Linked DNA regions of Anas platyrhynchos: region 1 is linked to region 2. The links are chromatin contacts, called in public Hi-C maps. All regions are on one chromosome and are shown on one strand. Each heading gives the region's core, a stretch centred on a gene start, on an enhancer-like site or on the middle of the called end of the contact. The rest is flanking DNA. Distances are from core to core; before and after follow the strand shown.

What was found. A called contact is a pair of places that touch in the nucleus more often than the background predicts.
Region 1: a Hi-C map of subcutaneous adipose tissue shows a contact between it and region 2, with 2.2 times the contacts expected there. The contact joins the promoter of CGNL1 here to the promoter of TCF12 in region 2. A contact is called at or near these places in 5 of 8 Hi-C or Micro-C datasets (F1 follicle, F5 follicle, liver and 2 more).

Annotation. Positions count from the first base shown.
Region 1 is chr11:7,286,472-7,290,867 of IASCAAS_PekinDuck_T2T, reverse strand. It overlaps CGNL1 (cingulin like 1), which reads right to left and starts at 2,480. Exons shown (of 21, transcript XM_038184782.2): 1 at 1,684-2,480. LOC113844967 (a long non-coding RNA gene) reads left to right here. Exons shown (of 5, transcript XR_011812063.1): 3 at 1,787-1,896.
Region 2 is chr11:7,104,568-7,109,292 of IASCAAS_PekinDuck_T2T, reverse strand. TCF12 (transcription factor 12) reads right to left here and starts at 3,208. Exons shown (of 22, transcript XM_038184788.2): 1 at 3,040-3,208; 2 at 2,078-2,174; 3 at 1,238-1,310. The coding sequence starts at 2,152.

The DNA.
Region 1 (4,396 bases), core at 1,231-3,730, 180 kb before region 2:
TTTTCTCTTGTGATCAGAACGTTAGCCTGTCTTTAAAACATGTCCTTAAATTACAACCAGACAGATCCAGGCATACAGTATTACATATGTGAAGCCAGAGTATTAAAGGAGGCATTATTTATTTAGAAAATAAACAATCAATCACATTAGAAAATTAAAAAAAAAAAAAAAAAAGTCATCACAGCAGAGGTTCAAAACCTTAATTTCTAAATTAGCAGCAAAGAGATCTAAGATTCTTTTTGGTAAGCTGTCTCAAAGCTCTTGCTCAGAGTTCCCCTTCCAACTTCTCTCAAGGAGGAAAAAAAAATGAATTACACCTCTTCTTGTGCTCTTACAGAGAGGTTTTTCTACTATTGATTGTTTTGGAATACAAACAACAGACTGTGGAACACTGACTGTATACATATCTTTAGATAATGAATAACAGAATCCGTGGCTATTTGCACAAAGTGTATTCAACTTCTCCCTTACCAGTAAAGAATATCAGTCAATCCCAGGGTAGGCCAGGTCATCTAGGGGTGGCTACTGGGGCTGGCTCCCTCCTGTCACAGCTGTCTGGCAGTGGGCCCACCCTCAGGAACAGCCAGCTGGCTGTGCTGTGTGTTTCAGTTTCCTCCAAGTTTTCATATGGACTTGTAAAGCTGTTGAGCTTATTTTTCCTGATCAGCTTATTTGTTGTCAATCCAGAGAGTTTTCCCATTGCTGTGACTGCTGCTGATGCAGTCACTTTGCACTTAGAGTTTTCTCCATGGCTTCTCTACTCTGTCATTTCTGCTGGTCTGCACTGGCTCTTCAGAAAGATCAGATCTGTTTTGTAGATTTTGTTAGGTTTCAGGTCAGTTTAGCACTTCTCTGTTCTGATCTTATCACTTGCCCAGATGCACAAGTTTCTCTTCTCAATCTGCTATCTTCATTAGAGCAACAAATGGCCTCTAGCAGACTGAGACTTTGAGAAAAAAGAAACCTTCCTTCACTTTCTCTTGTATTCCAATAGCATACCTGCCAAACTATACAAACTGTTACAGGGTAACCCTTCATTTAGAAGATATTCTTAGAGCGCAGACACCTGCATTTATCATTAATGATATATACAAAATTTCATTTTAGTCAGACATATAAAACTTCTATGTAGAACTGTTACCAGTAGCAAAGCAAATAGAATTAACTTATTCTACGTTAATCTTCTGGTGTCAAAAGAAAGGTGTAAGTAGCATCTGTCACAAAACAAAACTTAGAATTCCAAAAACATAGATCCACACATTCAAAGGTTTTCAGAAGCAGTATTAGGAGTACCTCACTATAAAGAGTGAGTAATCTCAGAATAGATGACTTCCCAGACATTTGTCTTCCCTCAAATTAAAAATACAATGCATGACTAGAGTACATAAAGACTTTCTTTATATTCCCAACTAATAATCAACATTTTTCCTCAAGAGAAAGATATTTGGCAAATACAAGAAGATATTGTAATTAATTTAGTTATTTTGCTATATTTTAATCTCACTAGATTAATATAGTGTTGCATTTAGTTACCCAGATGAGTGAAAGAGATATCTTGTAAAACTTTATTTTTTTATCCAATCCTGTTTTACTATATGCTGTCTTCTTTTTCAGTAGGACAGTGCTAATATATTTATAATGATATTCATTGCTTTATGCAACCTCATGATCTTAGTTACTTACAGTCTCAGCTCAGTAGCACCAGGTTTCACACATCTGTCGCGTGAAAGTCTCTCCATCTTGTCTTTAATCACTCTTAACTTCTGGACTTTTTCTGTGATTGCAGTATCCTTACTGAGATGGGAATTTGAATGAGGAAAAACGGTCCATTTCCAGGGGAGATGAATTGAAGACCCTGTCATGTGTCACTGGTGGCATCTCTGTGCTGGGTTACTGGTAAGTGCAGAAGAGATCATTACTCCAGCTTCAACCACTCTTCTCAGATTAAAACAATGGTAGTCACAGGGATAGCAAAAGACATTCAGCTGTTTGAACAGCTGTTTCTGTTCACTTCTGAAGAAAGGCAGTCAAATCAGGTGCAGTCATGCCTGCTGGCTAGGTTGGTATAACAACCACTTAGTCATATAAACCATGGCCATCATCACATCTTCGCGTTGCAGACTTCATTGTAAGGGCACTAACAAATTTCATTCAAGTGCTATTCAAATCTGTACCAGTTAATAGAGTCATCTCATTCAGTGTGAATTATTTGGTATTGAGCTAGACTCAAATTCATCTTCTTCAACAGCACATAATGATTTATTTATGCCCTATGACTAAGTTTTTCAGAACCTTCTTAAATCTTGTTGCAGCTTGTCAGGAGCTTCTTCCATGTAGTCCATGTTAACATACTAAAATTTGCTGGCAGGTAAATTTATTATGACTGAAGTCAGGCTGGCATCTGAGCTTGTGTCTAACTCAGGATGTGCAGGATTACTTAGACACTTGAAGCTACTAGTACTATTCCTGCATAAGCAACTTCTTGAAATGGGGCCTCATCACCTGTAAGGATGAACAGCTGCTGAGCTGGAAAAAAGTAAACAAATCCTCTGGTATGGAAATCTGTTTTACATTCCCTACTTAATGTGTAATACTCAACTAATTCTGCCTGTACTGCGTGCACACATTCTGATTCTAATTCCCGTTAAATGATGTCCTGAAGTGTCGAAGTGGAGAAGTCTATAAAGTGTATACGTCTGAAAAAGATAATTATTTTTAAATATGTTTTCCTTGAAAATGATTACATTAAGCATGAAATCTGTGTGATTCTTCCTCTTTCTGATTTTTGCTACAAATGGAATTAGGCGGATTGTAAAGAATGTTACTGAATTCTTCTGTGTGTTAAAAAAGGAAGTTGGAATTTTTGAGGGATGTGAAGTGTTATCACTGTCACAATATTGGGGGAGAGGGAGGCTAAAGAGCTGAGACATGCTTTCCAATAAATACAGTGCTCTTCAGGCACAAAGACTTGGGAAGGAAACAATTCTTTCTAATTAGGAAAGTAATTTTAAGCAGAAAAAGATGTAAAAGCTTAAGGACTGTTCTTGTCAGAGAGAGATGTTTCTGAGAAGAATTAGGGCAATAGAGGATTATTGTTTTGTTAAGCCTTTGATTGAGATCTCAGACTTTCATCAGTTCTGTAACAATACAGGCAAGAGATCTAAGGCTCAAACACATCTCCAGAAAGGAGATCTTGGAAAAAGAAAATAGAAATAAACCCAGACTTGGATTTGGCTGGTGGGTATTTATAACTCACAGCTGAGAGCCAAGGGGAAGTTTTTCCATGATCACCCCATTATTTAAAAAAAAATGGTCAGGAAGAAAATTTTGCTTTTGTTTTCCCCAAACAAAACAAAACAAAACCTCTTAGTTATTTGAAAAATTCCAAACCAGAACATAAAAGATCCTTTAGAGGAAAACTCTGGAGTTGTCATTTAAAGGCTGCTCTGACTATAATCAAGATTAGAGCTTTTAATGAAGGCAAAGCTCATTTATCTGATCAGATCCTAACATAATGGTCTAGCATGTGATATTATTCTATATAAGTTACATAACACTTTTTGTTTAAGCACACGCTTTTCCTTCAGTAGCATGAACAACATTTTTAACCTGTTCAAATCCTTAAGAAATGTAAACAGATTTGAAGAGGAAAAATGGTTATTTATTAACAAAAGGGAAAAAAAACAAATATACAAAAACAACCAAGTCACAGAAAGTTGTTGTTAAGATGAAAGCAAGACAGGAAACTAATAAAGAGGATCAGAGAACCTGGAAATAAATGTTGACAGACTTGTGCATGGGCAGTTTAAAATCACATACTATTAAGCATTAGCTTTTTGATTAAGTGTTTGCACACAAGATTGCTTTTCCCTAGTAAATGCTAGAGATTATCCACAACTCATTTGTGTTTGCAGGTTTTCTGTGAGTATGTGTGGGTACATCTTACCATTTATCAGCCACCATGCACAGAGGTCACAAGTCCCCTGCCTCATTAAAAGACAGTGAGCCAATTGAAAAACAACTCCGTTCTCCCTTGGGGCATCTGAACATATGGTGCAGGAGTAGTATGGTTAATTTTGAAACAGTCAGATCTGGGAAGAGGCTAAACAGTTGGACAAAAAGTGGGTAATGTAACTAGATACTCAGAGAGATAACTCTTGTCAGCCAATTTTCCTGTTTTGTCAACAGAATTGGTAGGCTACAGCTTCAAGCTTCTCAGGGTGTCTTATGAACTGAGAAGTAAAGACAGTAAGTTACAGTGCTAAAAGCTATAGTGGAACAATAAAAACAGAAATGTGACCCTGCTCCCATGTGGAAATGTCTCAGAGCTTCATAAAATCAACAGCAACTGAATATACAGTGCTGGCATACAAAGACACAGAACATGATGTAGGAG
Region 2 (4,725 bases), core at 1,959-4,458:
TCTGACACCGTAGGAAGTGAACAGGCAATGGTACTGCACAACCTCAAGAAGCAACTTCATTCCTCTATCAGCATTCTAAAAATGTTTTAATTAGCCTTAACTGAAAACACAACCATCACTTCCTTGTATTCATAAAAACAAAAATATCACTGTTGTATTCCTACAAAATACGTATACATAGAATGGAAAATAAAGGAACTTTCTGATAATGTGGTTTGCTGTTAGTTCTTAAATTTCTCCTTCGGAAACGTTAATAAATATAAATACACCCTGACAAAGAATAATATAATAAAAAGCATCTTTTAAAATACTACTCTTATTTTGTATTACAGGCTCAGCTAAAATGTCTCTGAAAACAGACATCAAGTGTACGTCAACGAAAACAGCAGGCAACAAAATGCAACACGTAACAGCAGCTATTTGTTTACATGATGCACCGATATAGGTTCAATGCAAGAAAAATGTCAAAATTTTGACAACTACACAGCACTGGAAAATTATATTACTGTGTACTGAACTAGGCTCCCAGAGGAGAGAGCAGAAGAGAACATAAAAATACAAGCATTTTCTTCTTTACGTATTATTTTGTTGAACTAGACACATGATGCTATGATCAACAAGGACTTGTGCATGTGCCAGTAAACAGCTTCTGACAAATCACTACAATAATACAGTAGAATAATTCAGATCTAACTTAGATCTAGGAACTAGTGGTATCTAGCCAGTAATCCTTAAAATTCTAAGCCTTGGGTTGTGGTGTGCGTTTGTTTTGCTCGTTTCTTTTTAAGAAGTTAGTCACTACATCATACATGCTCCTTAAGAACTGAATTCTAGAATATATCCTTGCATCAGGAGTACTTTGTTACCTGGTATTTTCCTTGAGTGTTTTCCTCTTTTATACAGGTGCTAGGAAATACTTATTGAACAGGTGGGCTTTTATCAAACAGCAACAAAGAAAGCCTTCATTTGAAATGCAATAGATCAATAAACAATTTGCATGTCAGTATGACTAGAGATACTTAATGCTTCGCTGTACTAGAACACATAGGCTAAGGCACAGAGGAAAACTGGTTAAAGTTAAGAACAAGATATATTACAAAGTCAGATCGAAACAGGACATCTCCAATTTTAAATGAGAATACGTACAAGTGAAAGATTACCATCCAAGCACATTGAAAGTAACCTGAAACATCAAATCCTGGTTACATGACTTCTATGTATCTCAGATGCACCTTACCTGATCCACTGAACTGACTGCTTCCCAGCGTGGTTGGTCTGGTTTTCCCGCTATTAACAGGTGGGGAAAACATCTGCAAAACAAGAAGATGTGTATAAGCTGGCTTTGAACTCCCATGTTCAATTATGAAGCTGGTCCGCAGACTTAAAACAAAGTTCATAGGAAACGACTATTTGATTCCTATTTCTATTAGAAAATAAACAGAATGTAGGATGCACGTTCAGAGCCATAAAGGCAAAGTATTCCTTCCAATTTATTTGTACCATTACACTCTTTTGTGCATGAACACAGCTTAAAATAAAAAATAAAGGCCTAATACTACCACGACAATTTAAAATATGCATTCAATTTAAATTTTACTACTAAAAATATATTTCTTGTGGATTTATGAAATTAAAGTCACTAGATAAAGTCAACTCTTGAAAGGTAGCAGTTTTCGATTACATCCATAAGTCCAACATTCTTCAAGATCTGTTAAAACAAAAGTATCAAAAAGAAAACACCTATAATTTTCTGAGACCGAGTTACTTACAGACGTTAAGCGTTCTTTTGGTTTAAAGACAAAAACAAACCAAGAGGAAGAAGGCATCTCGGTGCCACACGCCAGCTTAACAAATGTTAATTATTAGATTATGCCATCACTGGGTCAGCCTGATTTTAACCAGTTAAACCAATTGACCCAGCTGGTATTACGGTATTAAATCTGGACGTCTAGACATTACATCAAAGTTCAGGTGTCCAACTTGGCTGTGAGGAAGGCAGCCCAGCCCCGCACGCTGCCGCCCTTACTCCTCCGTTTAGCACGGCGCAGCGACAAGAAGCCCTGGAAGCATGTCCTACCGCGCTGAAGTCCAGCAAGTCGCTCAGCTCCTTGTCAGTTCCTATCGCGGCCATCCTCTGCTGCTGGGAATTCATCTTCAAACGCTGCGATCGCGTCCTGGGGCACGGGAGAAGGGGCACAGGGAGCGCTTCGCCTCGACAGCAGCCCGGGGGCAGCCCCCCTGCACCGGCCGCACCGACGGGGTCAGCGCCGGCCCCGACCCGCCCAACTCCTGCCAAGTGTCCCGGGGCTCATCCCCCTCCCTCCCTCCCTCCCTCCCTGTCCCGGCCCGAGGGCTGACACGCAGCGAGGAGCGCTCAGCGAGCCGCCAGCGCGGCCAACAATGGGGCTGCAGCGGGGGCGGCGGCGCGGGGCCGGCGGGGCCTCGGCACAGCCATGGCCGCCCGAGCGGGACCGCCGGCTCCCGGCCCCCCCCCGCCTCCTCCTCCTCCTCCTCCTCCCCCCGCGCCGCCGGGGGGGCGGGAGCGGAATGCGCGTGCGGCGGGAGGGAGGGAGGCAGGGAGGGGGCGTGCGCGCGCTCGCGGCGGGAGGAGGAGGAGGAGGAGGAGGAGGGGGTGCGGGGGGGGGGTGGGCGCCTTCCCTTGTGCCCGGCGGGCGGCGCGGGGGAGCGGCGGCCCCGCTCCCTGCAACTTGCGGCCCCCTCAGGGCCGCTGCGAGCCCCGCGCCGCCCAGCGCGGCCCCGCCGCCGCCCGCGAGGGGGGGCTCCGAGGGGGGGGCTCGGCGCCGCCCGGCCCCGCCGCCGCCCCCCGGGCTCACCCCCACGTACACCCCCCCCACACACCCCCCCTCAGCCCCGGTGGCGGCCCGGTCCCCCCGCCCCGGGCGGCCCCGCTGCCTCCCTCCCTCTTTCCCCCCTCCCGCCCGGCCGCCGCCGCCTCAGCCCCGCCGCGCTCCCGGCCGCCGCCGCTCCCCCGGCCCGGCCGCTGTCCGCCAACTTGTGCCGGGCCCCCCCCGCCGGTACCTGGTGCCCCCCGGGCGCTGCGCTGCGCGGGGCCGGGCGGGCGGCGGCGAGCCGAGCGCTCCCCCCCCGCTGGAAGGAACTTGTGGGCTCCCCTCAGGCAGACATTTTTTTGCTTACGGAGCCTCAGCACCACGTTCGCGGCCCCGGCTCCGTATCCCTCCGCGCCGAGCGCCGCCGCCGCCGCCTTAACCCTTGCCGCGCCGCGCCGGGGGCGGGACGAAGGAGCCGCCGGCCCCAAGCAGCGCCCGGCGACGACGACGGCGGCGGCGGGGCAGGAGCCGGGGGGGCGGCGCGGGGCGGCCTCCCGGTAACGCAGCCGCCCCCCCCCCCCCGGTGCCCTCCGGAGCCGGGCAGCCCTCGAGGCGCGGCACGTGCTGTGTGAGGCTGTGTGAGGCTGTGTGAGGCGTCGCAGCGCCCCGCAGCGCGCATCCTCTGCGGGGGGGCGGCCCCGTGAGCGCCCCGAGCTCGGAGCGGGCCCCGGCCGCCCCCTCCCCAACCCCGCTCCCCCCCCGCTGCAGCGCGCAGCCCCCGGGGCTCGGCACGGAGCGGCGCTGCCCCTGCCCCTGCCCCTGCCCCGCGGGGAGCCCCCCAGGCCGGGCAGCTGCTGGGCCCGGTGCTCGCTGCCCGTCTCCCGAGCCTGCAGAGCCCCCAGGTGGCACCTCCTCGCCACCACCTGGCCGCTGGCCCGCTCCGCGCCACGCAGCGCTGCTGGGGTTTGACCCCAGGTGCTGAGGGCGACCTGCCCTAAGGGAAGAATTGAAAGCGATAAAGAAAAGAAGCTACTGACACGTCAGTCCTTTGGAGCAAGGGGACTTGGAACGCGCAATGGCAGGGAAAAAGGGTTCCTAAAATCCTGGAGAACCTCAAACACTTGAGGGAGACAGCAAGCGGGCTGCCCGCAAGCCTTCCTCCCTGCCAGGCTGCCGGGCGGCCAGCACAGCCCCCCGGGGGGCTCCCCAGCCCCATGCCCACCCCCAGACCCCAACCGTGACATCTTCCGGAGGAAGGGGGGGGTGAGCCCAAACTTATCCCCCCCTGGGCAAAATGGCGGCTCTGGAGCCTTCAGGCCTCTTCCTCCATTTTGCTGCCATAGATGCCACGTTCTGGATGATCATCTGGCCTTGGGATTCTGTGAATATTCATAGATCTGCCACCTAGAAATGCAGGGAGCAATTTGTATTAAAATATCAACACAATGCCTTCCATTCTCTGTGCCCCTGAGGAACATAAATATGTACTTTTCCCTTTGTAGTGTAAATAAGACTTCATCCAACGACAGGGATCATTGTATATTTCACAAGGACTCATCTGACACATTTGTGTTACAAGGAAGACCCCTTATTTATATACAGTGAAAATATTTTTGTTTCTCTCCAAGGACTACATTTGAAGACTCACCGGTATTGGTACTTAGTATCAATTGCTACAGCAGCTACACTCACAAGCATTGATTAGTAAACAGACTAAATCGAATGAATTGGAAGCAACAATGCCAACAGTTACTTGTACTGAAGTGTAACTGTATTAAAATTAAAACTTAATTTAAAAAAATAGAAGTTTTTATTTGCCCTCAGACCTAGGGTTTTACAGTTCACATTTGTAGGCTTTTATTTGTAGTTACAAAGTTTGAGTGGAAGATAATGCATCCACATAATCCATGATGTATGCTTTTTATATATATATGTA